2 separate regions of the Mus musculus genome follow, and region 2 is linked to region 1. A link is a contact called in public ChIA-PET data. All regions are on one chromosome and are shown on one strand. Each heading gives the region's core, a stretch centred on a gene start, on an enhancer-like site or on the middle of the called end of the contact. The rest is flanking DNA. Distances are from core to core; before and after follow the strand shown. Region 1 holds the start of Ndufa4 (Ndufa4, mitochondrial complex associated). Region 2 has its middle 42 kb from the start of Gm35961.

Region 1 (5,466 bases), core at 1,522-4,021:
AGCATGAGGAATTTGTAAATGATATAATCTACTACACGCAAAGTCCCTACTGCTGAAAGTCACACTGAAGTTTGCAATCCCCCCCTTTACACTGGCTTTTCTAAATTGTTAGCACTATTGTCTCCAGCCCTAATTAAAATGCAGCTAGAATATTCTTTCCCCTAAGTTTAATATGCAAAATTTAAGTGTTGACAATTTGACCTGTTAGTTGGGTACAGTTTAGGCAAATTTATATTGTGTAATTCTGCTTTATTGATATTTCAAAAGGCTTCACCTGGTTGTCAAATTATTATGTCTAGGAACTAGGCTAATAAGATTATTTTAAAAATCAACAAAACAGCAAATTTCTAGACTTTCTTTTGAATCATGGCATTTCTATATATCTACTTACTTTTTATTACCAATATTTATCATTCCAAATAAAATTTTCAGCAAAGGTCCTCCTGTCATGAAATTCTGTTACTAGCAGCCTCGCTGTACTCACTACCATTACTTCTCCTGTTTACATCTGAGTACTTTCTGTACTGATTTTTAATATAAGCATACTCATTACCATAGTATATAAAGGATTACCAAAATTGTTACTCTCTCGGTGATCTCCTTTTTCTCTCCTCCATTGCTATGTCTGGACCAGTCACTCATGCCTCTTGCTGTTTGTTATCATACCTTGGTAATTTCTTCTTTTCGTCTAGTTTTCAACTCAGATGATATCCCCAGGGGCATCTTTCCTTGCCCACTCTAGCTAAAGTAATCTTTCCTCTGCCTCTCCCATGTCACTTTTCACTGTTATTTATTTTAGTGGCACATCTATAGTTATATAAAGTTATCTGTTTATTTCCTGCTCTTCTTAGTCAACATGGTACGTATTTTTTTTTCCCCTCAATACTAAATCCCTAGAAGCTGAATGTTGTTCATGGAGGTGTATGTCTGCAATGCCAACTCTTGGAAGGCTGAGGCAGGAGGATCTTGAGTCAGAGGCCTGCCAAACCAAAAGCAAAAGCAACAAGATATGGTACAGAGTAGGTACTTAGCAAAAGTTTTCTGAGAGAGAGAGAGGGAGAGAGAGAGAGAGAGAGAGAGAGAGAGAGAAAACAAACCATGCCAGCCTTTATATGCATAACCTTCAGTTTATCATCCATGGCCCCCTCCTTGTTTTATTCAAACAAACATACTTGAATTGCTCAGTTTGATCCTGAGTCTTTTCTCACTCTATGTCCTACTGAGGAGACAGAGTGAGGAAAGTAAAGTGACTTGACTTTAGCAGTCATACAGCTCATTTCCTAAGAAACAAAACCACTCCATCTATTGTCTACTCTAGATATTCTAGAGTATTCTGCTCTCGAGAAATACCGTGGGTTTTGCATACACACTCATCCATTATTTCAGTAATTGGCATGGATATGTTCACAGCTGCTCACCACTAAAGTTCTGATTTACTCTTTTTTTTTTATTCTTTTTCACTCATTCACCCATAACCATCCAACTATCAAGTTCTGTTGATACCACAAAATTTTCTCTGATATTTTTGGTGATTTTTTTTCCCCAATCAGTACATTCCTCCCCACCCCCAGGACAACTAAAAATTCTCTCACATGGACAACTACAATAGCCCTTTTATCTACTCCATTCTTCATAGCCAAAGGAATTCTTTTCAACCATATAATCTTATTGGTGAACTTCTGAAAGTCCTGAACATAAAGTCCTTGCATAAGTGGTCCCTGCCTCGGATGTGGCTCCTACTTTGCCTTCCCTTTTAAATGGTAGACTGTGTGCTTCATGCCTTCATGTGAATTGTCTTCCTTATACACCGCCACCTGAAGCCTGTACTGGGCTAATGCTACCTGTTCAGTTTAGCAGTTTCGGCGAAACCCTCTCCTTATTATTTGAAACGTTTTAACATGTGTAGGGAGTCCAAATTGTTGGCTGTGATTCGAAAGTGCCCATTAAACCTGCCCCAAGGAAGAACTTTTGGGTAAAAGTAAATTTGCAAAGAGATAAATGAACATTGACTTAGGATGGTAGAAAAGGTTAAGTTCAGCAACACGGCCAATGAAGATACTTTTAAGGATTCAATATCTGGACCAAAAAGAGATGGTGGCATGTTGCAAAACTTCTTTGGGGGGCGACAACTCTTCAATAGTGCCACGACCTAAGAATCTAGAAATCACATTGTAGAAACTATGGCCAGCTTTAAGTCACTTACTAGTGTTTCAACTTCTGTCCCTAAGCGCCAGTGAAAGTCAGGAAGCAGCTGCAGTCTTAAACCGCAGCCGTTGACCCCGGCGGCTGGAGACTCGACCTGTCCTGCGGGATCTGGGCGCTGAGCCTGCAGAGGCGCCTGGCAGCTCCCTCCGGGGCCCTCCGGGCGGCGCGGCGCGCGCCCCACACGCGCGCCCCCAAGCGCGTCCACGCGCGGCCCTGGCCGGGAGGCGCCGCTAAGGAAGCCGCGCCCGCCGAGCGCACTGCCAGCGGACCGCCGGATGACCCTGGTCTATACGCATGCCGTCCTGAAAAGTGCCTGTCTCACCAGTCGAGACGCTCTGCCTGCTATGCAAAAAATAAAAAAATAAACCTATCAAAAAGATGCATGGTGGAGAACTGATGGATCATGAACTCAAAAATGCGAAGAAGTGGTCGGGACATTTAGGGCAATCGCGCGAGGGCTGACTACCTATTCAGGCACCTTAGAGGACAGCCGCATCCGGGCTTTCCTGCTGCAGGCTGCCCTCAGCGCCAGGGGTCCTTCAGGTAGGAGGTCCTGGGTGACTTTGGACGTCCGCTCAGCCAGGTTGCAGAAGCGGCTTAGCGTGTGTCCTAATCTTCTCTCTGCGTGTAGGTAGGCCTGTGCCGCAAACATGCTCCGCCAGATCCTCGGGCAAGCCAAGAAGCATCCCAGCGTAAGTTCACGGTCTTTGCCAGGGTGGCCTCTTAGCTGTGGTTGCTCCTGCCCGTGTCCCCTGGGGACGTTCTCTTTTCTCTGTTCCTTGGGGTTACATTCTGTTGTTGGGATGACCTGATTGCTTGAAGCCTCTACCTGGGGTGGAGGTGAGGTTGCCTGAAGCAGAAGGTGGCAGAGATCAGGGAGAAAGGTAAACATTCTGAGTGTTGGAACACTGTGGCTCTCAGATTACTTGGTCCCAAGAGGGGTGAGTGGTACGTTGAGTGATTAGAATCCAAGAGAGGCCAAGTTTGTTATGCTGCTCTTTGCGGCTTTTAGAGTCACTGCATTGCACCACCAAACCTTCAGAAGTGCAAGGGATCGTCATCGTGTAATCCCCACTTTGCTTGGAAAACTTGACACTGGCAAAATTGATTTAAGTTTTCTTGACCTGTCACTTTCGTCCAGTATAGCTCGATAGAGGATGCTGTGTACCTAAAACTCCCACTGATGGGCCTTCATCTTTGCCTTAAGCCTGGTTTTCTAAATACTCAGCAAAATTAACTGCAGTCTGTTTTCAGAGTTCATTCCTAAAACTAGTGCTTTTAATAGGCATTTCTGTCCGCTAGTTATGCTCTTTATTTCACAGAGATTATGTTCACAGAACTTTTGGTTTTTCGAGACAGGGTTTCTCTGTATAGCCCTGGCTGTCCTGGAACTCATTCTGTGGACCAGGCTGGCCTCAAACTCAGAAATCTGCCTGCCTCTGCTTCCCAGTTGCTGGATCAAAGGTGTACGCCACATTGCCTGGCTCACAGAACTTTTAAGGGCCACTTTTCAGTAGTTCCCGAAGAGATTCCGCTCCCAGCCTACCAGGGAAGTATATCTCGTTACTTCCAGGGAAGCAATGAAATTTAATGGGAATGCTGTTCAAGACTTACAGAGGTGAATGTACTTGATAGGATTATTTGTTCATATAATTTAATCCATGTAAGGAAGTTGGACTCTTAAGCCAACACCATCCTGATGTCTTTTTACAGAGATCATGCCTTTAGAATACAATTGAAAGAAACACTGCTTCAATCCAAGTTCAACCGTTATTCCCATTGTAGGACAAATTAGCCAAATAGCAGATTTAGAGGTTGGCTTATATAGAAAGGAACCAGTGTGCCCTTATTTGGACAAGATCAAGGGATGTGATGATGGCTACTCTTCTTTGTCTATTTGTTTCTAGTTGATTCCTCTCTTCGTATTTATTGGAGCAGGGGGTACTGGAGCAGCACTGTATGTGATGCGCTTGGCACTGTTTAATCCAGATGTCAGGTGAGTGTAAATGCTTTAATATTTGGATGGCTAATCATCTGGCTGGGGGCCCCAGTCACGGGAGAAGTCACAGAGTAGAAACAACTACAGTTTGTAGCTTTGCAGTCAGCCCAGGGCTGCTGACTTTTACTTGGCTGGCTTCGTGAGCTCATCTCAATCTCGCCTCCCCAAGTTGTAGTTTCATATTGGTCAAGTAGAATTGCTAATACCAACTCTTACATTTTGAAGGTTGGATAGCACTTGAGGTTTTTTTTGTTGTTGTTGTTTGTTTGCTTGTTTATGTTATGGCTGGAGGCATCCTCACACTATACATCTGGCCGTCCTGGAACTCACTGTGTAAATCAGGTTGGCCTCTCTAGTGCCGGAATTAAAGGCATGCACCATCATGCCTGACAGCAGTTGCTTTTTATGAAATACGTAACCACGATTCCTGTTGTATGTGAGTGTAACCTACTTTTTCCTCAATAAACTGGTCTTTTTTTTTAGTTGGAAAATGATAAAAGCCAAATACAAACATTTCTGTTATAAAGACAGGGATGTAGACAGATATCCCAAAGAGTGGTGTTCTGTGATTTTACCAGTTACATGCTTGTTTACCTATAAACTCTACTTCTGTTTAGCTCTGTAATGAAAGTAATGCCTAATAAAAAGTGAGATTGACTTATTCAAAGTACTAGCTTCTAAGGAAGTATTTTTAAAATACTATTGTAAGTAGTGTTTCATTACTATAATAATTACAATATTTTATCCATTTTAGCTGGGACAGAAAGAACAACCCAGAGCCATGGAACAAACTGGGTCCCAATGAACAATATAAGGTAAGGTACAAAGTGGTTAAAAATTGCAGGAAAGCATATTGTAGCAGATGTGGCTATATGGTAGTTCTCTTGAAATGGGATATGCAAGTGAAATCCTGTTTTTATTATATTGAACGTGAAGAGCCCCTGCCCCGTTGAGTTAGCTGGGACTGAAGGTTTGAGTTGCCTAATCTTCAGGTGCTGCTGCTGTTGATGTGTGGGCAACTCTGGTCTCTTGGGTGCTTTGCTTGGCTGTTTCTTCTTGCTATGATTCAAGTATTTTTGGTGTGGATTAGTAGGAAGAGATGAAAGTTGAAATTAAATTTTGCCATGAGCCTCATAGTTAACCTTTAACATTTTCTCAGAGGAGTGCTCTGTGTAGCTATTTTTTTTTTGTTTGGTTTTTGTTTTGAAAGAATGTGTTCATTCGCCCAGAATATTGATTTCACAAATGAGACTTTATACGTA
Region 2 (5,466 bases), core at 1,929-4,428, 220 kb before region 1:
TAGGCGGCCAGCTCCGTGTTCATGAAGGAAATGAATTCAGCCTTGGAGAGTTTAGAGCTGTTTCCATCCTTCCCTCTGTACTTTTGGAAAACAGCAATCAGGGAGTCAGTCGATGCATCTCTCAGTCTCTGTAGGCATTTTTGCCAAGCTGAGGAGTGAAGTCCGGCTGCGACCGTGGATGACGGTGGCTGGGACAGGAGAGGTTTCAGATTCTTATTCGACTATGTTCTCCAAACATAATTCAGCTGAGGGTCTGCTTCTTTGTAGGACTTAAGAGTTTGAATAAATCAGTCCTGTGAGATGTCTCATTGGGTGAAGGTACTTGGTAGGAAGGCTAAGAGCCTGAGTTCATTCTCCAAGACCCACACAGTAGAAGAGAACCAATCCCTCCAAAAGTTTCTCTGACCACTACACATATATCGTGGTAGAAATACACACACACACACACACACACTTGAGTTAAAAAAAATACATAAAAATTTTTAAAAAGTAGAATAAATTATTGTCAAATTCATATTGTTGGCAATTGTCCCCAGAGGACAGCTTTCTAGAAGATCACAGACTGGCGGTGGTCCAATTATCCCACTGGACTTGTCCAAGAATCTGTTTCTACTCTTGTGCCCTCTCCTTGCCTCATGACAAGAAGCCATGAATAGATTCTCATCTGAGCATAGCTTGTCAACATATTCTCTTCTGCTTTTGGAGATGATGTGCACCAATGTTATAATGTGCATGTCACAGGGGCTGGTGATTTAGATGGGATTTCTTTAGTTCATTGGCATTCACAGAGGAGTAGCATTCACAAACACTGACTGCACAATGGATCATGTCTGCTAAGAGAAGAAACTGTTCTATTCCTGCCATTTATTGGCACAAAGGAATATCCTTCTAAGGCATCATGGATGTACATACAATGATACAAGTGGCAGCTATTAGCAAAGATAGAATTTACTTCCTTACCCTTCATTTGCTCATATGCCCTTTCTATTACTCTCCCAAACATGTTAAGGGTTGTTCTAATAATAAGTGACCTTTAGAAATTGTCTCATTTCAGAGTTTTCACCCATAGTTGTTCAAACATATATTTTCTACTTCTATCCCAAGTCTCGTACAACTCACTCTCTTCTCGATCAAGTTATATAACATGATGAGGTGTTGGGATGACATCTCTAATGTGACCCAGTACCGAAGTTAACTGAAAATGGGCAAAAACAGAAGTTTTCCCAAGATATAACACTGTATTCCGTTACAGCTGCCTTCCTCTTGTCATCTACATCTGTGAGAGTGGCTAACCCCAGTGACAGACAAGAAGGAAATGTGAGATTTAACTGATCTGTTCTTGAATAACTGGTCTTACATAACAAAATTGCAGCAAGCTGTCAGTTCTTAGGTCCCCAGACTCTAGACCTACACTCTCTCAAGCTGCCTTTCCAGCTGACCTCTGACCTCCATCAGAGAATGAATTGATAGCCTGCTGTCTGACTTGGTGTTTTCCAAAAGACCCCACAAATTCTTGCCTCAAATCCATGTCTGTTCATAACTTGTCTCTGTGGAACCTGCATGTCTAGTAGGAAGTACAGTGGGCATTTCCACAAACTGACAAAGGGCTAAGGTATTGTTGTTCCTGCCCCCAGGCTTAGGACACTATATAGGAGCATTGCCATGAATTTGAGGCTAGCCTGGGTTACATAGAAAGTGCCTGCTGGGTTAGTGAGAGCTAGGGTAGGAAAGGGGAAACAAAGTGAAAAGTGACCTTGGTAGCAAGTCTTTAGCATAGAAATCATTCTAGCCAACTGAGCAGGGCACCAGGCTGTAGCCGCCTGCAGCCACATGAAACTGGGTTCCCCTGATCAGACAGCGAGAAAAGAACGTGGCCAAGACAAACCTTGCTGTTCAAAGACCCTGAGGTTTACTGAGAGTCCTTGCTTATAAAGAAGGTAGGCCCATCCCCCGCCAGCCCATTCTTGGTGCCTGGAGCCAGCCCGTAGGCGATCTACAGGGTGTGTCTCTGGAACATCTCAAGGACCTTTCAGCGGGAAGCAGAGTCTTGGAGAAGAGCAAATAGAGCCATCAAGGTCAGAAGGCTCTACCCTAAGTAATCTCCTTCTTAGTGGCAGCAAGATCAAAGTCTGGACCAGCCTGCTTCAAGGCTGAGGGAGGCTACCCCAGGCTTCTGCAGCACAGCTTCCTGGGAGGCTGGGGCAGATAAATGCTGGGTTGGAATCTGGGCTTCAAACGTAGAAGGCCACTATCTTTTAAAAACCAATCAATCAATTAAACAAACAAACAAAAACTACTGGCAACATTTGTTTGTCATGTAAATGTGCCTGCGCCTCCAAGTCTAAAGCCCATGAAGTCTCTCATCCCTGAGCACCATCTCCTCATACTCAATATTCCCTTCCCTAAAACAGCACTGACCCTACCTCCGTCTATGTACCACGAGGAAGTGGTCTTCAACTTCATCCCACCCTGTGAACAAACAATTATTTGATTTTAAAAACAGCCTAATTATCTCTCAAAAGTTATATATATATATATTTGATTTTCCCATAAACCTGATAATATAAGTGTCCCTTGTTCGGCTAGTCCACTTCTTTACTGAGATATCTTCTTTCTCAGATCACATACAGTGCATTTGTGAGAATAAACCTTGCGAGAACACAAGGTTTTATCTACAAGATGTTTGCAAGGAAAAAAAGAAAAGAGGAGAGGAGAGGAGAGGAGAGGAGAGGAGAGGAGAGGAGAGGAGAGGAGAGGAGAGGAGAGGAGAGGAGAGGAGAGGAGAAGAGAAGAAAAGAAAAGAAAAAGCAAAGAGGAGTTAAAAAAAAAAAAGACAAGACAAAACAAGATCAGTAGTTTGGATTTTTGAGCACATTTTGCCCCCTGGCTGAACACAGTCATCTAAACAAGCTTGAGGGTGAAGCTCAAGCCCAAAGCACCATCATCTCCCTGAATATCATTTGTCTGTAGAGGCCATGTTTTATACACGTCAGGTTCGAAACATAAATGGAATTTTCATTTGAGTCTGACTTTGTAGCAGTAAAGACAAAGGGGAAGAGACACTGCACTCACAGGAAACGACTACAAGTTGAGAAACAAGGGCGTACTCTATCTCTGGCCGGCAGCAGGAAAGACATTAAATGTGTCCTATAATCCTTTCCTCACCACGGAACCGAAGCACTGCAAAGCCGGTCTCAATCCAGCAGATGGCGAGAGACTAATTCTAGTCTACAGCCCTCTGGAAACTGCAGAGCTCTCATTCTGAAGACACTGGGCTATCAAACAAAATTGACACAGAACATTTGTGCTCTTTATTTTATAATTTTATTTTGTTTTATTGGACTAGGACTACCTATTGCCTTCCCTCCGCTCGCCTCTTACTGTGCGATGAAAGAGAACCTGAATGGGATGCATTAAAGCAGACAGCCTGCTTTTGTTAATTCATGTGTTTGAATACTGAAACCCAGCTGGTGGTACTCTACTGGGAGGTTTCAGAGTCTCTGAGAGGTGGGGCTAGCTGGAGGAGTGGCTTGAGGTTTATAGTGGTCCCTGTCTTCCTGTCCTGCCCAGCTTCGTTTCCTGTAGAGATGTAACACCCCACCATGTTTCCGCAGCCACAGCCCTGTGCGGCTCACAGTCTCAAATACTTCCCCACCACGGTGGACCATACCTTCAAACTGTAAGTCAGACCGAGTCCATCCTCACTTTAGATGCTTCCTGTCCTGTTCCTGATTTAAACAATGAGAAAAGCAACTGATACACATTCAAAGAAGAGCAAATGGAGAATCACATGTGCATATTCTGTTCTGCGTACCTACTGTATCTATTTGCTTTGTAAATTAATATTTTATTAACTATTTGTGAATTTCATGATGCATTTTTATTATGTATTCTTCCTCCTCGGTTTATTTATTCATAATTTTTATTTTTCACGTGTATGAGCATTTTGCTTTTATCTATGTTTATGCACCACATACCCTCCTGATGCCCACAAAGGACAGAAGAAAACATTGGAGCTCATGAAATAGAGTCACGGATTGTTGTGAGTCACTATGTGTGTACTGGGAACCAAGTCTGGGTTTTCTGCAAGAGCAGCCAGTGCTCTTAACCACTGAGCCATCTTTCCACCCCAAGCCATTTTCTTTTTGATGCATCATTAACATGGGCAGGCCTATTGTTCTCCATATGAATTATTTAAGCTAAGGTAAGATTGGATTGAAGTATAGACTATAGCAAGAGAAGGAGGGCTCTCCTGGCATCAAAAGCTCCTGTGTGTTCACTGAGAGCTGCTAATATTTGCCTCAATATTCCCTAATACATTTTCTAGGTGATCTGAATCCATTGTTTCTTGTTCAGTATTCAAAGACATTTTTCCTCAATTAGCTAATTAAAAAAATATTCAAGAGGGCACAGATATGTTTATGATGGTGTTAAATGCAGAAACAAAAGGCCTCTCAGAAAGGAAAATGGGAGGTATTTATTAAATGAATTCACAAGATTCTTCAGGGCTTCACTTTATTCTAAGAACAAAGTGTCATTACATTCTGAGTTTACAACACCGTATAAACCATCTTGGTAAACACTGAGGATGGGGTCTATATGGTAGATATCTTCAGCTTCATTAACACATCAGAGTGTTTCCCAGTCCAGAATGTCAGTGTGTGCTCCTGGTTACTGGAACCTGTTCCTTTTTGCTGTGCTACAATTATAAGCTCCATCATAACTCCTTAGTCATGTATTTATTTTCCTGGATAGATTGCAAACTCTATGAAAACATATTCTTCCATCATCATATCTCCAGTATCTAGCATAGCCTGAGTTGAAGATCGTGCCCTAAAATACCAGTGAAGCAGGAATATGACCCATTTTATAAAGTGGTCTTCAATCAACAAAAGCTCACAATAGCAGTTATGTAGAGGCCTCATTAACAGAGGCGTGGTCTCAGAATATGGTGGCTTCTCAACTCCCATATTTTCCAAGAACTGAACATCTATTTCCCACATGTTCTAGATCTCCTGGTTTTTCATACTATGAGTGATGTCTTAGATACAAAGGAGAGCAAGAAGCACCCCAAGTCTTACTTCTTAAGAATAGAAGTGACTTAAATACAGTTAAGTTTCTCACACTAGCATTGTAATAGCTTCTTGCCCAAACAACCAGGAAGGGCAGTTGAAGTTAAGTGATTTGTTCCCTGTGGTTGATGGTTGTCAATAAGTACTGTGCCTAGCATCTCTAGGTATTTTATGACTGTTCCACATAGCCACACCACTTACTTTTTACTTCAATACTTCAATTCCTTTTTATTTTTGCACATGTATGTGTATATATACATACATATGTGTTTTTGTGTGTGTGCGCGCATATCTGTGTAGAGGCCTGAAGTTGATATCAAGAATCTTTGCTTATCATTTTCCTCTTTCATTCGTTGAGATAGAGTCTCTTGCTGAACCCAAGCTCATACATTCC

The links. ChIA-PET counts read pairs in DNA pulled down with a chosen protein or histone mark.
Region 2: a contact with region 1 is called in an RNA polymerase II ChIA-PET map of effector CD8 T cells, with 52 read pairs. The contact joins the enhancer-like site here to the promoter of Ndufa4 in region 1. A contact is called at or near these places in 4 of 39 promoter capture datasets (the HPC-7 cell line, HPC-7-derived erythroid cells, embryonic stem cells and 1 more), 1 of 15 datasets of contacts at CTCF or cohesin (pro-B cells), 7 of 484 Hi-C or Micro-C datasets (the AML12 cell line, CD4 T cells, LSK cells and 4 more), 17 of 115 datasets of contacts at active chromatin or transcription factors (CD4 single positive thymocytes, the HPC-7 cell line, Th17 cells and 11 more) and 3 of 9 other capture datasets (adipose tissue, liver and pancreatic islet).

What each region holds. Positions count from the first base shown.
Region 1 is chr6:11,904,755-11,910,220 of GRCm38.p6, reverse strand. Ndufa4 (Ndufa4, mitochondrial complex associated) reads left to right here and starts at 2,771. Exons shown (of 4, transcript NM_010886.3): 1 at 2,771-2,897; 2 at 4,113-4,201; 3 at 4,959-5,019. The coding sequence starts at 2,856. It also overlaps a transcript of Phf14 not described here.
Region 2 is chr6:12,123,298-12,128,763 of GRCm38.p6, reverse strand. It overlaps the pseudogene Gm32222. Among named protein-coding and RNA genes, the nearest start is that of Gm35961, 42 kb to the left of the region's middle. Within about 2 kb of position 3,178, at least 118 of the 459 cell types and tissues checked have an H3K27ac peak or open chromatin away from gene starts, as enhancers often do. A contact at or near this core is called in CD4 single positive thymocytes, the HPC-7 cell line, LSK cells and 6 more, where this site is marked.